Regions from separate parts of the Mus musculus genome. Here region 1 is linked to region 2. The links are chromatin contacts, called in public promoter capture Hi-C maps. All regions are on one chromosome and are shown on one strand. Each heading gives the region's core, a stretch centred on a gene start, on an enhancer-like site or on the middle of the called end of the contact. The rest is flanking DNA. Distances are from core to core; before and after follow the strand shown. Region 1 overlaps Klhl11 (kelch-like 11). Region 2 holds the start of Krt24 (keratin 24).

What was found. Promoter capture Hi-C pulls out the DNA fragments that hold promoters and counts their contacts.
Region 1: a promoter capture Hi-C map of hippocampal neurons shows a contact between it and region 2, with 7 times the contacts expected there. The contact joins the enhancer-like site here to the promoter of Krt24 in region 2. A contact is called at or near these places in 4 of 39 promoter capture datasets (the 3T3-L1 cell line, hippocampal neurons, liver and 1 more) and 1 of 115 datasets of contacts at active chromatin or transcription factors (pancreatic cancer cells).

The regions. Positions count from the first base shown.
Region 1 is chr11:100,460,465-100,467,191 of GRCm38.p6, forward strand. It overlaps Klhl11 (kelch-like 11), which reads right to left. Exons shown (of 2, transcript NM_172565.2): 2 at 2,148-3,981. The coding sequence ends at 2,400. Among named protein-coding and RNA genes, the nearest start is that of Klhl11, 9.0 kb to the right of the region's middle. Within about 2 kb of position 2,412, at least 10 of the 459 cell types and tissues checked have an H3K27ac peak or open chromatin away from gene starts, as enhancers often do. A contact at or near this core is called in hippocampal neurons, where this site is marked.
Region 2 is chr11:99,280,200-99,287,415 of GRCm38.p6, forward strand. It overlaps Krt24 (keratin 24), which reads right to left and starts at 5,063. Exons shown (of 8, transcript NM_029393.2): 1 at 4,397-5,063; 2 at 3,346-3,428; 3 at 2,443-2,599; 4 at 2,115-2,276; 5 at 1,894-2,019; 6 at 1,050-1,267; 7 at 770-846; 8 at 1-116. The coding sequence starts at 5,008. The coding sequence ends at 13. It overlaps Gm32385 (a long non-coding RNA gene), which reads left to right. Exons shown (of 4, transcript XR_389025.3): 3 at 33-138.

The DNA of each region.
Region 1 (6,727 bases), core at 1,162-3,661, 1.2 Mb after region 2:
CCTTTCTTAATACGAAGAATATTCACACAATCTCAGAGCCAATCCAGCATTAACAGTGTTTAGAAAGATGTGATGGGAGTGAAAATATCTACAGGTAAGTTGGAAGGAATGACTAATCAGAAAAGAAAGAAGAGCCAGGACGACCCCAATGAGAGTCATCTGAGCCAGTAACTGAGGAGGTGCTAATGTCTCTTTTCTAAAGGTCCCAGATACAGTCAATTTACATGAAAGACAAACTAAACACCATGAACTACTACTTACAAAACAAACTGAAGAAGTAGAAAATGGAAATTAGTGTACTAAAGAGCCATCAAGCCCAGCATGGCAGGACATGCCTTTAATCCCAGGCAGAGGCAGGTGGATCTATGTGAATTCCAGACAAGCCTGGTCTACAAAGAGAGTTCCAGGTCAGCCAAGATAACAGACTTTGTCTCAAAAAACAAAAACATCAAAGATAAAATCAGCAAGAATACAGGTTAGATCATACAAAGTGAGAGGGAAGGTCTCTCTAATTTGAGATTTGCATCAAAACAAAAACAGGAGAAAAAATATTTCTACATCTATCAATATATCAATATTTATCAATACTGTATCTAGAATTAAATGATATCAAAATTTGAAATAGTCACAGAACAAGATCAAGATTACCCACAAAAGCTTAAGGGTGAGAGTGCCAAGTCTAAAGCCCCGCACAAGGGAGTTCAGAGACTAAGTACAAATTAGATCCAGATTAGAAAAATGGGAAATTGTATATTCCAAGTATCTACATATGAACAAAAAAATCCAATGTACTGAGTAGGAATTTATTATCAAAAACAGTGCAAAAGCAATATGTCAACCTATACAAGGCTCAAAAGAAAATGGTTAATCCTCCAATGCCATATGCAACAAAGAATGCAGATACTAAGAGAGAATGGGGCGCAAAGATATTCCTAATCCAACTGAAAAATTAAAAGATCATGAACATGAACTATAAAATAGCAGCTCTAGAAAACAATAATAAATATAAAGAATTAGAGGAAGTGAATGTCCAACATCATTGTCACAGCTCAACAAAAGCAGAGAACTGGAGGGAGTAGAAACAGCTGCTGCTGAAACTGCTTCTTGGTCCTTGGAAGCTTGTCCCTCAGGATCTATATATGGCCAAAGCCTGATCTACCTAGTGAGTTCCAGGCCAACCAAGGCTACATAGTGAGACCATGTCTCAAAAAAAAAAAAAAAAAAAAAAAAAAGACTTTAGGGAATGCAATAAAAATATGTACATACTAAAAACCTTTTCTGCAAGATGACATTGAATTGATTATGTAACATTTTGATAGTTTCCTGTTAAATGTGGTATGTCAAAGCCTTAAAATTTTAAAAGCCAAAACTATGTACTCAGATTTGATATTCTAGGCTCTAAGTTCCAGTAGAAGTCTAGGGCAACTAGGTAAAATATAACAATCAGGGGCCAGAAATAACATGGCTTCTCTTAGCGGTATTTTCTAAACGGTTACTTCCTTGCCATTTGAAAGCTTTACTTGTAGAAAGAAATGATGAAGAGTCTATATAATATTCAGCGGAGCAAAAAACAAACTGAAGGCATCCTGTGTTGATTGTCACGGCACACTGCATCCTCATCAACACAACCATTCAAAGTGTTTCAAATGTTTGTTCATTTGCTTTCTCAGCTACACTGAGCACTTCTCTTCACCTGTGTAACTCCCTCTTTAGACAACTAGACAACCAGGTAAACATTAATACCTTCCCAACTATCATCTCAGGATGATGGCTTCAAGTCTATAAACAGCTGTGAAAGAAACCAAACAAACCAGAGGACGTGCCACTCACAAACTTCTCATTGTCACCCTTTCCAATGAACAAAACCAGCATTTGCAGATACAGCAAAGCATCAGGGCTCCATTCTGAGATCATCCTTGCTGAAACATTGTGCTTTACCTTCAGATCCAGTTTCACTATTGCACACGTCTCTCCTACAGATGAGAGCTTAACGCATAAATTGGTATCACTGAAAACAAACAATCCATAAAAAACTTAAAGGAGCATCAAAGTAAATGTGCAAATAACACTGGTGCTTAGAGCCCCACGTAAGTCCCTAAGACAAAGGAGTTAGTGGTTGGCAGAAAAAAGGCCAAGTAACTAGACCTGCTTTCCCCCACTTCTCTTTAATAAGATCTTATTTACCAGCACACAAACACAAACCAAAGTCAGGACTGCAACCTAACAAAAATTACCACATTGAACTGAGTTTCTATTTGTTTTTTAACTATACTTCTTGTATATAGGGTAATAAGTCCAAGTAGAAAATAAGTCATTGACATACTTTTCCAAGTAACAGTCCAGGCATCCCCGCCTCACAGAACAGGGAGAACAGTTTTCAGCTGCAAACGCTGGTGAGCTCAGCATTCAATCTGGGAACTTGGCACTCTCCGCATGTTCAGGGCGTGCCGATGTATCTCTTGCATCTGTCGGATGCGGTCCTTCTGCCACATTAAATTTTGAGGCATGGGGTATCTCTGTGTGCCATGTAAGTACCGGTAAGGGATCCTGACATGGCAAGCAGTGGCCCTGCAGCGGGGCTGAGGCATTGGAGGAAGGAGCATCCACCTCTTTCTCTCAGCACAGTATCGGTAGGCCTCTTTCCTGTACTGTTTGTCAATATCATCACTGTTTTTCCAGCCTCCAATAATGAAGACATCATCTCTGTAATAGCAAATGGCTGCTCCTTCGATGCTTAGGACTTCTGGAGGCAAGCTTTCAAGGATCTCATCAGACACCTGACCGGCAATTTTTCTTACTGCTTCTTCATTTTCTAAGGAGTAACTCTTGGGACAGCATGATGCTGTCTGATAAAAGTTTGAATTGACCACAGACATCTGGAAAAAACAGTAATTGTCAATAAGCGGTAAAGATTCCACATCTTGCCACTGTCGAGTCTCTGTATCATAGCAAGTAATTACAGCCTTCAGTCCATCCTCAGTGTCCCGGTCCACGGGCGTGCGGGCAGCAATGTACACAAACCGGTCCTCAATGGCTAATGCTTTGACATCTCGCAGAATCTTTGGTGCTGACTCTAAGTTGTGCCATTTATCAAGCTCGGGATTGTAAACAGTCACGTCTTTAAAGCCAGGGCTAAAATTGCCGTGTCCTCCAATGCTATACAGCTTCCCTTTGACTTCTGTTAGCCCAAAAGAGTGCTTTCTGGTCATCAGACTACAAACATGTTCCCATGTATTCAGGTTTGGGTTGTATCTTTCCACAGTTTTAGCAAACCCTGGTTCCATGGAGCCAGCAACATACACGTAGGACTCTGTAATTGCGACGGCATGTCCATCAAGGTGGTTATGAATGTGGGGCAGATTGACCCACCTATCCTCATCAACAAAATATCCCACACATTCACTTAAGTAGTCTCCTCCTTCCGACACTCCTCCGATAACCATGATTACGTCCATGTTTTGTCCATAGCGAGGTAACAGTGAGACTTGTGAAGTGGGCTGCTGCAATGTGCCAGACTGTATATTCTCTGCTCTGAGCGCATGCCTCTCCACTGCTTCTGCCACCAGCTTGACACAAACTTCATTATTGGCCACTAGCCGCTCTGGTTTGACATGCCGTGTAAGGTAGGTGGGTTTCATCTGGGACAATCTGAGCAATTTAAAAAGCTCTTCAAAGTATCTCTCTCTCTCTTCTGCATTTCTCTGAACCCACTTCAAAACTGTTTCAAAAAGAACCTCTTCAGAATCCACAGTGATTTCCAAGTCCGAAAGCCAGTCCCGAATGAGATGGAAAGGTAAAGTGTAAAATTCCTCATCCTGAATGACTTTATAGAAATTTCTCCGTATCATATCTGCAGCTTTCAGAGCAAGCTGGCTCAGGGTATACATGTGGGCTAAGCTATGAATGGCCACACAATTCGAGAGATGAAGTTTTTTCTTGAGAAATTCTCCACAGAATTCTTTTAAACGAATTAATAAGAATCTAGAATCAAGAAAAAAGAGAAAAGATTGATTTTGGAATATATATGTTATATAGTTGTATGTGTACCTGAATTATACAAATTAAAATGGTAGGATTAATCTTATAAACACAAGCCTGGAAAAAGACTACCCTCCCTCTGCAAATTAGCAAACAGTATGCGGGAAAGTATTTTTAGGAGGGAGGGTTTGAAATAGGTCTCTCTATGCAGATGGCTCAGTGGGTAAAGGCACTTGCCAGAAAAAGCCTAGAGATTTTACATCCCTAGGACCCATGTTGAGGTGGAAGAGAAACTCATGTCACAAAATTCTCCTCTTACCTCCAGATGTGCACTGTGGTACCCTATATATCATAGACACACAGTAATACATTTACAGGCATGCGCCTCTCATGCTAATACTCAGGAGACTGAGACAGCAGAATCACAGGGTAAGGGCCTACCTGGGAAACTTAGTGAGACCCTTTTCAAAATTTTAGAAAATGAGAAAAGGGAGCTGGAAGGATAGCTTAGTGGTAGTTCTAATGATCTTTTTTATGTTTTTAAGACAGGGTCTCACTAACTCTGGCTGTCATGGAACACAGATCCATCTTTCTTTCTCTGCCTCCTGAGTGCTGGAATTAAAAACATGTGCCACTATGCCTGGATTCTACTGTCTATATATGGGTATTTTGTCTGCAACTATGTCTGTGTACCACATACATGGCTGGTACCCTTGGAAGCCAGAAGATGGTATTTGAGGACTTGAGTTTGGTTCCTAGCACCCATATTGAGTTTCTCACAATTGCCTAACTTCAGGTGGGAAGAGTCAAACAACCTCTTCTGACATTCTTGTACATCTGCACTCAGATGACTATACTCTCACACAGATATACAGACATGTACAACAAGGACAAACGCCAATCCAAATGCCATTTCTGACATCCTTTCTAATCCCTTTGCAGCCATTGGAACCTTTTATTTATTTGCCTTTTTTTTTTTTTTTTTTTGAGACAGGTCAGGCATGCACTACCACTCCCAGTTTTGTGTTTTTCTTGAGAAAGGGTCTTGGTGAAGAAGCTTTATCTAGTAAGACCATACAGTCTAAACTAGAGGCAGGCAGGAACTAACTTCCTAGAGACTCTGCTTGGTCAGATATCAGAAAGAACAGAAGCCTAGGAGAAGTTCTTGTCTCTTCCATCTTTTTAGGCAACCACAGGAAATATAGGATCTTTTCAGGGGTTTTGCCCAAGGCTGGCTATCATTAAAACAAGACAAGATAAACTCAAATATCTGAAGCCAAGAAACAAAACAGACACACAACAAAATGTGTATGCAGGTGTCTTAGTTAGGGTTTTATTGCTATGAAGAGACACCATGATCAAGGCAACTCTTATAAAAGACAAGATTTAACTGGGGCTTGGCTTATAGGCTCAGAGGTTCAATCCATTATTAATGGTAGATGCAGGCAGACATTGTGCTGGAAAAGGAGCTGGGAGTTCTATATCTTATTTGGAAGGTAGCCAGGAGAAGACTGGCTCCCAGGCAGCTAGGAGGAGGGTCTCAAAGCGAACCCTCAGTGAGACACTTCCTCCAACAAGGCCATACTTCCTAATAGTGCCACTCCCTGGGGTCAAGTGGTTTGATGTTACTAATAGAACATTGCCCACCCACCTAAATTTATTTAAGTTAAAATAAAACATAACAGGGTATTTATCCAAATCATAAATTTGGTAGTACTTAGCTCAAGGGTGGTCAATTTGAGACCATGGTTATAAAAGAGAAAGACCCTTTAATTGAGAAGAACCTTAAACAATCTAAGAATGTCATCATGATGACATCATTTCCATCATTCATCATGACAGGCCCATTTCCATTCAATAATGGTTTATTATGGTTACTGTGCTTAATAACTACTTAACTATAAATACAGATAAATTAAGATAACCTCTCTTAACCCTCTTGAAGAAACATTGCAACCTTAGAGATGAAAACAAAGACAAAGAGAGTGGTAAGTGAAGGTTCTAGGCTCTAGAGTCTATAGTACCCCAGACAAGTCTGGGTGCCAGGGCCACCTGATTCCCAGGCTGCCTCTACAGCCTATGTTTAGCAGATAATTCTGAAGCAGATTTCCTTAAGACAGGTTTTGGGAAACATTACTCTATAAAAACAATAGCTCCCACACACTAGGCATTGTTGTATGAGAAGCACTGTGCTGAGCATATAATATTTATATTTATTTATTATGATAATGGGGACTTGTGGTTGTTTGAATATGGTTGGCCACTGTAAAGCAGCACTGTTATGAGGTATGGCCTTGTTGGAGGAAGAGTGTCACTATGGAGGTGGGCTCTGAGGGCCTGTGCTCAGATTTCGACTAGGGTCAAAGAGGCCTCCTCCTGGCTGTTTGTAGATGCCAGACTTCTGTTTGCCTTCAAATAAAGATGCAGAACTCTCAGCTCCTTCTCAAGTACCATGTCTGCCTGCATGCTGCAGTGATTCCTGCTATGATGATAATGACTGAACCTGTGAACCTGTAAGCCAGAACCTGTAAGCCAGTCCCAATTAAATGTTTGCCTTGGTCATGGTGTCTCTTCATAACAACAGAAACCCTAAGACAGGATTCAACTCAAGCCTCACACATGGTAGGTTGGTGCTCTACTGTACAACCCCTCTCTCCCACCTTCTCTTTTTTATGGCAGGATCTAATAAGTTGCCCAGGTTGGCCTCTAACCTGTGATCCTTCTGCCTCAGTCTCTCAGGTAGCTGGGA
Region 2 (7,216 bases), core at 3,813-6,312:
TCTGGCAGCTGCTTATTTTATTTTCACTTCAGAAATGTTGCTGACTTGAGACGAGACAACTCTACCATCCACCACCTCCTCTATGATGGTCTTTGTCACCCTTGTCTTGCTGGGATCTGAAAATCATGAGATCACAAGGTCAGTCTGCAAAGCAGGAGAAAGTTGGCAGTGTGTAAATGGGTACACATGCAGGCATGTATGTATGTATGTGTACACGTGTGTAGGTGGGTATACACACATGTGAGTCAGAGGACAACCTCAGCTGTGGTTATCCACGCAACATCCACCCCTCTCTCTTTCTTTCTTTCTTTCTTTCTTTCTTTCTTTCTTTCTTTCTTTCTTTCTTTCTTCCTTCCTTCCTTCCTTCCTTCCTTCCTTCCTTTCTTTCTTTTTTGATTCAAGGTCTTGCTCTAGCCTGGAACTTGCCAAATGGGTCAGTCAGAAAGCTCCAGCAATTTACCTGTCTTGGTCTCTGCCAGCCTTGGAATTATAAGTCCATAAGTCTGTGCCACCATGCCTGGCTGTTTTGTTTGTTTGTTTGCTTGCTTGCTTGCTTGCTTGTTGTTTTGTTCTGCCCATGGTTTCTAGGGATCGAACTCAGGTCTTTCTGCTTGCAAGGGAAGCACTCCTGCCTGCACCGTTTCCCCAGCCCAACAGTAAACGTATACTAGTGAAGCCTGCCTTTCAGGGTGAAATTCTCTTCAGTGACTATCCATAGAGAAGTAGTTTTAGATGGTAACACTGTCAACAGCATTCAGAAAATGCCTACCTTTTCCTTGGCCAGCACAGCTTCCTGAGTCACTCAATACCACATTCTTGGATACTAAGTTTCTATAGTCACATCCACTATGGGCAAGAAGAAAGAACATTTTCCTTTGCAGTTGCCAAGGTGGGAGAAGCCCAGGGAGGCCCTGGGGTGTAGGTTCAGGTGTCTTCTGGTTGGGCTGTGTCTGTTACCCTATTACTTTATGGGTACATGTCTGATTCCCCACCCCACCCCCTTTTGGTTACATAAGCCCACCTCGAGCATCTCAGCGGCTTTTACTCACCCCCCGTCTCCGTTGAGCAGGCGGCGGTAGGTCTCAATCTCCTGCTCCAGGCGGGTCTTGATGTTCAGCAGGCATTCGTACTCAGCACTCTGGCACTGGGTCTCAGCCCGGATCTGGCTAAGCTGCTCCTCCAGGCTGCTAATCTGTGCCTGGATTCCAGACAGCTGAGCCACATAGCCAGCTTCTGTGTCAGCCAGGGTCCCTTCCAGAGAGCATTTCTAAGACAGAGAGACAATGAAAAGTCATGTTGAAGGTAAGTCAGAGGATGATGTGGAAACCCCTCCAGTTTTGTATGAGAAGGTGTGAAGGTGTATGCTCACCTACAGTGAGCATAACCTATGTTGTCTTGTTTTTGCTTCTTTTACTTTCACTGGCATGACACAAATTAAATCAGAAGGGAGAGGGGAGAGGGGAGAGGGGGAAAGGGGAGGGGAAAGGGGAGGGGGAGGGGGGAAAGGGGAGAGGGGAGAGGGGAAAGGGGAGAGGGGAGAGGGGAGGGGGTGCACATGTGCACTTATGTATGTAGAGGCCAGAAGTTCAAGACAGGGTCTCTCACCGCAACTGGAGCTCACAGATTTGGCTAGATTAGTCCAGGCTCCATCTTGTTTCCATGCATCCCCTCCCCAAGCTTTCCCAGAAGAGATGGGAATCTGAACTCTGATCCTCATGCCTGCCCAGCAAGTGATACTGTCCCCAAGGAGCCATGTCCCAGGCCCAGAGAGCAAAACAGTTTTCCTTTCTCTGTCTTTGTGTCCTTCAGTGAGCGTCTTGACCACGAAGGGCAACTCATTTGCTTAACTCTGCTGGATTTAAAACAAAGTAACAAACAACTGTGTGTACACACCAGGGCCAGCTGAGACTGAAGCTCAATTTCCAGGGTCTGCACTGTGCGCTTCAATTCCATTACTTCACTCCTGGCGCAATTGGCTTCCCCTGCATCTGAAGAGATTTGGGCTTGCAGGGATGCACTCTAAATGGAAATAGAGCACAGTTAGTTGTCCTAGGCTGCAGGAGCAGAGGTGGTGGCTTAAGCTTGACTGTTAGACGCTTGGTGCAGCACCCTACCCGCTCGTTGAACTGTCTCTCAGCTTCCTGGCGGTTCTGCTCGGCCATCGCCTCATACTGAGCCCTCATGTCATTCAGTAGTTTGGTCAGGTCGACTCCTGGGGCAGCATTCATTTCTACTGTCACATCCCCTCCAGAGCTTCCTTGCATACACTTCATTTCCTAGCATAAAGGGACAAAAAATGTACCGTAGTGATGGGAACGGAAAGGCACAACCTTCTAATGCAGGCGTCGAGGTGAACATTTAAAACTGTGACACCTGGAGGAGAACTGGTTACCATTGGATGTGGTGGAAAATGCCTACGGTGGCTGCACAGCCGGTTCCTACCTCCTCGTGGTTCTTCCTCAGGAAGACCAGCTCCTCAGTCAGACCCTCAATCTGCATCTCCAGGTCACAGCGAGTCATGGTCATTTCGTCCAGCACTTTGCGCAGGCCATTGATGTCGGCCTCCAAGCACTCTCGAAGGCAGAGTTCATGCTCATACCTGGAGTGGGTCACGGGAAGGCAGGTGAGGGACGGGTCTCAGAGCATCTCTCTTCCACAACCCCGGGACAAGTTTTCACCTTGGAGCAATGGTTCTCATTTTTTTTTTTTTTCTGTGTCTAACCCAGGGCCCTTGGCCTTTGTTAGCAAGTGATCTTATCGTTGGAGCTGCACCCCCCCCCCCCGCCCACCCCTGACTATTTTGATAAATGAAAATGGCTGGCATTTCTCTAAAGGTTTTTTCTTTTAATCTCATGAAGAAAAATAATTTCTAATATTAGCTCTAGCCATGTACGATATTTTTATAATAGTTCTCAACCCTCATCCCATCCTTCCTTCCTCTCACCCGTTCTTGCCTTCTTTTTCCCTTCCCTTCTCTCCCAGCAATAGTCTCTAACGTTTACTCCTGGGAGACAGACATACAAGTGCATTCTTGTGACATAGCACTCTGCAGCTAGAGGCAAGAAGATGAAGAGTTCAAAGCCAGCCTCAGTTACATAGTGAGTTTGACTCCTGTTTAGGCTACACAGTATCTGTCTCAAACAAAACAAAACAAAACAAAACAAAACAAAACAAAACAAAGCACCTCTAAATACTCCAAACCAAAATAGCAAAATAGGAGAAAACCGACCAAGCTCTCTCCTGTTTTATTTAGGTCACCATCCCCCAAAGGGTTTTTCCCCCTCAGCAATTGGACCCTGTTTTATTTCCTGTGATTCTTGCTTTCAAGTACTTCCTGGGCCTTACTTCATTCTGAAGTCATCAGCAGCCAGCCTAGCGTTGTCAATCTGCAGAGTCATTCTGGCGTTTTCACAAGTGGCTGAAAGGATCTAGGAAAGAAGGAAGATTGAAGCCCAAGGTGCTTTCTCAGTTGCTTTTGACGCCCACCTGCTGAGGGTACACATCTCCTAGGTCATTAAACTCTTAAAGGTGGGTTAACCCTGGCAGATTCCTTTAGCAGAGACCCTTGGATACTTAGCACTACATCTCTCTGCAATAGGAAACAGCTTCCATAATTGTTGGGGTAGACACAGGACAGTGTTTTATACAATACTGTCCTTTGCTCCTGTCTGCTGGAAGACAGAAGCATCAGAAGATGGGCCATTTCCTCACCTAGTCAAGGTTTCAATGTGAACACAGAATTTCACTTAAAAATATACTTCTCCATACACCTGTGGCTGATTTTTTTTTTCTTTTTAGTTTGATGACATTAGGCAACATGTCACAGATTCTCTAGGAAGAAAAAAATCGTCCTAATGAATCCAGAAAGACACAAAAAAATGTTCTAACCTGTCAGAATGAGTCATGAATAATTAGGTCACCCTAATTATCCCCTTGGTACCATGGCTCTTATGTATGCCTGCCAGTTGGCCATCTGGCATTGTACAAATGCCGTACTCACATTGAGATTCAGACAGAACGCTATTATTGTACATCATATGAGGGACTGTCATAATCCAGATACAGCAGGACCCATTTCGCACACATGAATAATTCATTGACTTCAAATTTCCTTGCAGGGCCCTGGAGATGCCTTAGCATGTATAGACACTTGCTATGTCTAATGCCCTGACTTTGACCCAGGGACTCACTCGGTAGAAGAAGAGAACCAGCTCCCATAAGATGCCCTCTGACTTCCACTCTTGGGCTATGCCATCCGTGCATGTCCCTTCTCCATACACACACGCAGACACACACTCACACACAAGGAAATAAATAAACGTAAGAACAATCCCCTCGGGGTGTATGACCCGAATAAAGCCATACAGGTCATAGGAGCAGAGCTACAGAGGCCCACCTGCTTCTTCAGATCTTCGATGATTGAGTAGTATTGGCTGTAGTCTCTTCCAGACCCACCTTTTACAGACCCATGCTTGCCATACCAGTCCTTGATTTTACACTCCAGATCCGTGTTGGCTTCCTCCAGGGCTCGGACTTTGTCTAGGTAGTTGGCTAGCCGGTCATTGAGGTCTTGCATAGTTTGCTTTTCGCTTCCAGAGAGAAGGCCCCCATCATAGCCACTGACGCCACCAAGACCGCACCCCATACTACCTCCATAGCTAGAGAAGCCTCCACTAGATCCCCCACCAAAGCCAGAGCCCCCACCAAAGCCAGAGCCCCCACCAAAGCCAGAGCTCCCGCCAAAGCCCGACCCTCCACCGTAGCTAGAGGCTGCTCCGAATCCACCCCTTACTGAGCAGCTGCCGAAGCCCCCTCCCATGCTACCCTTAGATCCCCCACTCAGGCTCCAGCTGTTGCTGCTCCCCTGGAAGCCCCAGGCAGAGCCTCCCCCTAGCCCACAGCTGCTCCCACCGCCAAAGGAACTTCCCCCAGTGCACCCCCTGCTGCCCACAGCCCCGGAGGAGGAGACTCGGGAGGAGCAGGACCCTTTCTGAGCTGAGCAGAACATGATGCCTTCAAGGACTGAGCTTCTGCGGTGATAGGAAAGGTGGAGTGAGAGGCCTGTTCCAGTCTGCCTTTTTGGCCCTTATATACACACCGATAGGGTGTTCCTTTTCTCTGAGCATTTCCTAATCCCTGTTACAGTTTTGTTAATCCCTAATTGGATAATTTATTTTCCACGAACCTACTCTACTGGCTCTTTTTTATGAGGCTAGGTCAGACATAGAAAAAAAAAAATAAGGTGGAGCCAATTTTTTTTTTCTTTCAGAATTACTGTTGTCCTTGAGAAGTTTTGATGACTGGCAATTCCAAGTATTCAGAAAGTATAACTCCATTCTATTTGTCCCATGGTTTCCCCGATGGCAGAGCACATCCTCAGATTATCAAGTGTAATTAAAACCCTCAGTGTGGTGACAGGGAACACTTCCCACCGGTTATCTTTTGGTCTGTGTTATGATCAACAGTAAAAGGGAGGAATCATCAGCCCGGATTTTGCATTGAATGAAGCTCTCTCCTCTTTGATTTGGTTATTGCTTTCTTTGAAACTCAGGATGAATTGAGGTGTGAACCTCCTACTTCGAACTGAGGACTGTTGGGTCTCAGGGCCACGCTCATTCAGGCAGACACTGACTGAGGACGGTCGGACAAGGTTTCAGATGGTTCCAGCTTGGAACTAGGGAGAGGCCACCACTGCTTTCCTTTCTGATTGAACTCAGCTCCTCCTTGCTCTGCTCCACTTCGAGATAAGTCCTTGGGTAGTCTAGGCTGGAAGGGAACCTTTGCGTTTCTCATCCTCTCGCCTCTAGTTCCCGAGGGCTGTTATCACAGGCATGCACCACCACAGTCAGTGTTGTACTGGCTTGGGGACTGAACCCAGGGCTTTGTGCTTGCTAGGCAAGCACACCACCAACTCAGCTACACTTCCAGCCCTGTGTTCTTGTCTTACAGCCAGGGTAGCTTCATTCTTTGGAATCAAGTCTTAAGAAATGGAGAGGAACCGATGCCTACAGCTCCTGCCTCTGTTTTGGAGGCAACTGGCAAAGAGAAACTTGAAACCACCATTAATATACAAAGAAGTCATTTTACAGGAGTTTGTTCATTTTGCACATGGAGAAACGGAGTTTGGTCGAGTCTGTCCAGTCTCTCTGCTTAGGTTTTCCTGTTTTTGTCTAAAGGATATTTAGAAGCGAGGACCTTTAATTCTGATAACTCACGCTATGGTTAGGATTATCCTATCTTAGGATCTTCAGTTCCGGAACTTTCCCTGTTCGTTTTCTGCCTTGTATTGTTCTTGTTTGTGGTATAGACAGTTCCTTTTGTGTTGGCTACTAGTTCCTCTGGTTTGAAAGTGCCGTTTAAAAAGTCTAGCAACGGGGCTGCTGAGATGGCTGAGTAGGTATGGGTGCTTGCTGTCAAGTCTGACCACCCTAATTTGATACTTGGACCCACATGGAAGGAGAGGACTGATTCCTGCAAGTTGTCACCTGACCTTCACATTTTGCCACAACCTGAGCACATGCCAACACACACACACACACACACACACACACACACACACACACACACACACACACACTAAATAAATGGTTTTATTTTTAAACTAAAAAATGTGAAAGCATGTTTCATCCCACTTGTATTAAGCACCCAGAGGAATCAAATTCATAGCCATACACAGTAGGAGGGTTGCACCAGGGGCTGGGCGGGCTTGGGGGTGGGACCGCTGCTGTTGAGTTGGTAGGGATTGACCTCTCAGTGTGGCAAAGCTTCAGTAGGTCAGTTGCTCAGACAATGTGAGTGCGCTCGCCCCTGCTGAACTGTACCCATCAAGTGACGGCGATGGGAAGCTTTATGTGTTTATTTTATCACAATTTTTTAATAGGTGACATTTTCCACAGTTGTGCTTAGCTTTATACTCAAGTAACTGGGTTTTCATATTTGAAACTTTCTCCCTTGCCTTGGCGGACTTTTAAATCATGTGCGTGCTTTAATCTCTAGCTAACCTTTTTCCTTAAGCTGATTTTATTGTGTGTTTATTATTAACTAGGTGATAATTACTTTTACTGTGTGTGTGTATGTGTATGTATGTGTATGTATGTGTATGTGTGTGCATGTGTGTGTGCATGTGTGTATATGTGTATGTATGTATTTGTGTGTATGTATGTGTGTGTATGTATGTGTATGTGTGTGTATTTGTGTGTATTTGCATGTGTATGTG